Regions from separate parts of the Hordeum vulgare genome. Here region 1 is linked to region 2. A link is a contact called in public Hi-C data. All regions are on one chromosome and are shown on one strand. The core of a region is the stretch at or near the end of the contact, and the rest is flanking DNA. Distances in the headings are between cores, read along the strand shown. Region 1 has its middle 21 kb from the start of LOC123399915. Region 2 holds the start of LOC123395774 (probable inactive receptor kinase RLK902).

The links. Hi-C and Micro-C count contacts between places; a contact is called where the count stands out from the background.
Region 1: a Hi-C map of leaf shows a contact between it and region 2, with 2.3 times the contacts expected there. The contact joins the enhancer-like site here to the promoter of LOC123395774 in region 2. A contact is called at or near these places in 2 of 6 Hi-C or Micro-C datasets (leaf and seedling).

Annotation. Positions count from the first base shown.
Region 1 is chr5H:423,955,657-423,958,356 of MorexV3_pseudomolecules_assembly, reverse strand. No RefSeq gene overlaps it. Among protein-coding and RNA genes, the nearest start is that of LOC123399915, 21 kb to the left of the region's middle. Within about 2 kb of position 1,421, at least 3 of the 3 cell types and tissues checked have open chromatin away from gene starts, as enhancers often do. A contact at or near this core is called in leaf and seedling, where this site is marked.
Region 2 is chr5H:423,646,944-423,649,758 of MorexV3_pseudomolecules_assembly, reverse strand. LOC123395774 (probable inactive receptor kinase RLK902) reads left to right here and starts at 1,559. Exons shown (of 1, transcript XM_045090803.1): 1 at 1,559-2,815. The coding sequence starts at 1,981.

The DNA.
Region 1 (2,700 bases), core at 172-2,671, 310 kb before region 2:
TTTTTGAATATATGAACATTTGTTTATGGATACATGATTATTTCTAACTATATATGTAATTCACTTCATATTAAAAATGGCGATAACCATAAAAATTAAATGTTAATTTTTTAGATTAATTTTTTTCAAACAAAACGAAAAATATACATTAACAGATTGAACAATGTCTGTCCCAGTATTTGTTATCATTCAGCCGACCCTCTCCAAATGAATTGGAGATCCATGGATTATCGATATTGTAGGCTTGTAACACACATGCGTACAGAACAAATCTTTCTTTCTTCTTGCAGGAAAACAAACAATTTGTGGACATCCAATACAACAAGGTTCATCCATTTTGAAAAAGATTTACAGATTTGAAGAAAAAGGTCCATCCATTTGCAAAATAAAGTTCATTTCTTAAAGAAAGGTTCATCAATTTTGAAAAAAGTTTATCAGTTTGAAAAAGTTCATTCAAATTGAAAAAAAGTTCATCCAATTTTTCAAATGTACATATAAATTCAAAAAAGTTCCTGTAATTTTAAAAAAGTTCATTAAACCGAACAAAGGTCATATATCTTTAGAAATTTTATCAATTCTTAAAAATATTATATTTTTTCAAAAATATGTTTATCAATTTTCAAAAAAAAATCATGAGTATTCAAAAAAGTTTATAAAATTGTAATATTTTAAAAAAAAATCGATTTTCGGAGAAAAATTCATCAATTTTGAAAAATGTTCATCGAAATTTTAAAAAAGTTCATCACCCGACGTCTGATGGGCTAGGCCATTGCTGAAATCTGTCGGCGCCAGTTAAGGTGCATTTTGTTAACTGGTGGTTTACCTGCAGTACGAAATAGGAAACACCCTTTCGGCAGTCGCACTTCAGGATTGATAGGTTGTTTTGCGTTTTTACCTATTTTGTGTTTTTACCTATTTGTGCTATTATTTTTTCAATTCTTCTATTTTTTTTCCTATTATTGAATATCTTTGAAATCAGGAACTTCGTTAACATTTATTAAATCCATGAAAATTTCTTATGAGTTTAGCAAGACAAATGAAAATTTAGAAACTTATTATGAAATCCAACGACACTTTTCAAATTTCTGAATATTGTTTGAATTTTGGGAATAACTTTAAAATCTGCAATTTCAACACAGGAATACTTTTAAGTTAACAAACTTTTAAAAAAGTTACATTTTTATTTTCTCCATATACGGCATTTTAAAATGGTTGAGATTTTTTCAAACAATTGAACTTTTTCTGAATTGTGGTGAACAACAAAAGGGGAAACGAAAGAAAATACAAGGTGCCCTGTGCTGGGTTGGCTCAGACTGCATCGCAGGATTGTGTTCGGCCGCGGGGAAATCCTTATAAGAGCCTAACAGACGTGTGTGTGGGTGGGGTTTGGAGAATATCCTATTTGCCACTCGATGCGTCAAGCAGCCGGTGCTTCGCACAGGGCCGGCCCGTATAACTGCTCGAGTGTTCCAGTTTTGGGAACCTTCCAGAGGTTCCAACCGTTTTTTTCTGTTTCTGTTTTAATAAAATGTTCTTGATTTTCAAAAAATCTTCAAAAGTTCGAAAAATGTTCTTACTTTTTAAATAATTGTTCTGGATTTTAGAAAAATGTTCTGGAGTTTGTAAAATTTGTTAGATTTTCAAAAAGTGTTCTTGATTTTGTAAAAGTATCTGGATTTTCAAAAATGTTCCTGAATTTGAAAAATGTTTTGGAAATTGAAAGAATGTTCCGGACTTTCAAAAATTGTTCCGGATTTTCAAAAACATGTTCCAGAAATTTAAAAATGTTTTAAATTTTAAAAAATATTCGCGAATTTTAAAAATAGTTGGGAATTTGGAAAAATGTTTCGGAATTTAAGAAAATGTTCCGGAATTTTTAAAAACTATTCCAGAATTTGAGAAAATGTACCAAAATTTGAAACAATGTTCCGAATTTTTTATCTAAATGTTTCGGATTTTTGAAAAAAAATGTTCCAAAATTGGAAGAATGTTCTATAATTTTTATCTAAATGATTCTGATTTTATCCTTTGTTCTCTGTTAGTGGGCTGGCCCAGTCGTGATTGCCTCCGCGCGTTGCTGGACGCAAATGGCATCCAATAGGACCTCCCGGGGTTTGGTCCACTTTTTTTACCTGTTTTAGGAAGATTCTAGGATTGTCCTATCATACTTTTTCTCATGTTTGCTTTTTTTGTTGGCTTCTTATTTAGTTTACAGCTCAGTTTTTATTATTTTTCATTACTAAAAACACGAAAATGAAATATGTGACACTATTTCAAATCCTGCACATTTTCTGAATTCGTGAACAATTTTTGCATTTACGAAAAAAATAATTTTGGGATTTTGTTTATAACATATGTTTTTGTGAAATAAATGTGATTTTTTAAATATGCAAAACAATGAATTCCGGGATTTGTTTTTTGATTTTTTCAAGGAAAAATAACTTTAATTTTTGGGAGCACCTTTTGAACTCATTAACTATTAAATATTTAATATTTTTTAATATTAATCATTTTTATTGATGAGCATCTTTGAAATCCATGAGCATTGTTTTGAACTCTTGAACATTTTCTATTGTTGGTACAAAATAAAAAAAATGGAAAATGTATATACAAAATGAAAAAGAAGGTACCACGTGCCCCCACACTCACTAGAACGGACCAAACTGCATGGGAACATGCTTTGTGTCACACATCAGTTTA
Region 2 (2,815 bases), core at 310-2,809:
CTCACGGTGTAATGGAGTCCATGTAGCTTGCTATGACTCCTCTACACACAGTTGAGGATCAACACCTGCATTGCTGGGTTACGCATGCATGTTCCTGTACGGATGTGCCACTTGGGTCCATAACTAGTCACGCCGACCCGGGTTCTCTAACATATGATTGGCACCGACATATTCATATACGTGAGCCAAAAGACACAAACAGTCTCAGCCAAGGTAAGGTGGCAGCCGTGGAGTTTACCGTGCGCGAGGCCACAAAGTGATGTGATGTGTTACATGCTAGATTTGCATGGCTTAGGATCGGGATCCTGATAGCGTTGATATCAGAGCATGCCTAACTCTAGGATTACCAAGCCAAACCGGTTAAAGTTGAGTCTAGAAATGCTTTAGTTTTGTATAAGGGAATTGATTATGGAAGGAAACGTAAGGCTCTTTTTCCTTCTTCGCTCGAATCATTCTTATGAGTCACCCTCGTCTTTTCTACGAGGATTAAAAACTAGAATCCTCACCTATTTCTTAGGATCACGAGTTACTACTGTGTAGACTTGTAGGAATGGTTGTTTTGAGTCTCAGTCCAGTTTTTGAGTATTTCCCGTGTGACAAAAACTCTCGGTTACGGAACATTGGAACTATGAAATTGAGTGGTTATGCTACCCAATCTTTTCAGGATGTCTCAAAATACTTTTTGAGCATTTACAACCGTTATGTTGCCCAATTTTTGCTAGGAGCTCTATTGCATTTGCATTATTCACTTACAAAAGATTACGATCCTTTGACGCTAACTACCCCCCCCCCCCCCTCAATTTTCATGGGATAGGCCCTCCTTTCTCTTAATCTACAATCAAAACTAACCAACCTGTAAATCTCCGTACCCCTTTGTATCTATAACATTAATTGGACCGAATTCCTTTGGAAGAATTCCGTATGTTTAGCATTTTATTGTCTGGCACGCTTTTAACCGTCAGATTTTCGGGCTGGGCTGTGCTGAAAGACGTCGAGTTCAAGCATCAAAGGGTGAGCTATCTCAAAAAAAAAAGTTCAAGCGTCAAACACGCGAGTAGAGTGAAGATGGCGCACGACCAACACGCAACAACAGGTGCACACGCCACAGGCCCTCCGACCCCGTGCCGGCAGCACAACCATAGTTCTACCGGTGCATGCGCGTGATTCCTTCGACTCCGAGGCCCGCACGCTCGCGCACGTCAACCGTCCATAGTTTTAGGCTTTTAGCCCCCCCCCCCCCCCCCCCCCCCCCGCGCGATCCGGACGCAAATGGTAATTTAAACCCCCGGCCTGGCGCGCGCGCCCCGCTACTCTACCACCACTATCCAGCCACGCTCCATGCCTCCATGTGATGTGATTCACCGGCTCCCACACCCGCACACGTTAGCGTACCGCACCGCACGCAATCAGCGAACGAGAAGGCTGGCTAATCTGATAGACACGGCTGTCCTTGCAAAGATCGTACAAGGGACGGGGTCTAGACGTAGTACGTCCGAAGGAAACGCTCCAAATGGAAGGCCATGGCCGTGCTTGCTCCGGCCAGCAGCTATCCCGGTCGAGCTGTAGCACACATCAGTCGATTCGTGCACCCTATTCGCCTCTATTTCCTGCAAGGTGCGAACCGCTAGCTTCCATTCGGCACGTCCCTGTCACTCTCACCGGGACACGGACGACTATTCCATGGCTCCCGGTCGATGCGTGGAGTGCTACTGCTAGCCGCATCAGGCATCATCTTCCCGCGTAGATCAGTTTGACTTCTTCCTATAATATGGCCGCACACTCCTTCCACCGAGGGCTAGCAGTAGATTAAGATTAGTAGCCGAGTACTTAACTATAAGGTCTAAGGAGTAGTACGTATACGTAGGAGGCAGCTCTCTGCATTTCCATATCATCCTTACGTCTCTCGGACGATCATCGGGTGACGAGACCAACTCCATCGTTACGGGCTCTGCGCTGCGCGTCAGCTCTCGTCGACCGGTAATGCCGCTGCCGGGGCGCGGCCGCAGCCTGCTGCTCCTCGCCGTCGCGCTGTGGTGCTCCACGCTCCGGTGCGCCGTGCCGGACCTCGCGGCGGACCGCGCGGCGCTGCTCGCGTTCCGGGCCGCGGTCGGCCCCGGGCTCCCGTGGGACGCGTCGCCGGGGGCGTCGCCGTGCGGGTGGCGTGGAGTCGGGTGCGACAACAGCACCGGAGGCGGCCGCGTCGTCGCGCTGCAGCTCCCTGGCGCTGGCCTGGTCGGTCAGCTGCCGGCGGGGACCGTGGGCAACCTCACGGCGATCAGGACGCTGTCGCTCCGCTCTAACGCGCTCACCGGCGGGATCCCCACGGACATCGGCAACTGCGGAGAGCTCCGGTACCTCTACCTCCAGGACAACCGGCTCGCCGGCGAGATACCGGAAGGGTTCTTTTCGCTCGGCTTGCTGCAGCGGCTCGTCCTCTCGAATAATCGTTTCACTGGCGAAGTGTCGCCGGAGTTCAACAAGCTTCCCCGGCTCGCCACTCTGTACTTGGAGAACAACGCCCTTAATGGCACCCTCCCTGCCGACCTTCACCTTCCTAATCTTCAGCTGTTCAACGTGTCCGACAACCAGCTCAACGGCCCTGTGCCAGCGTCGCTCGCCGGAAGACCGGCTAGCGCCTTTGGTGGGACAGCGCTATGCGGCGCCCCTCTAAGCCCGTGCGCGAACACTGCGCCGCCACCACCACCGCCGTCGCCATTGCCATTGCCTCCTCCGGCCTCTCCGGAGGACAGCAAGAGCGGCAAGCTCTCCACTGCCGCGATTGCCGGTATTGCTGCGGGCGCCGTCGCGGCGCTCT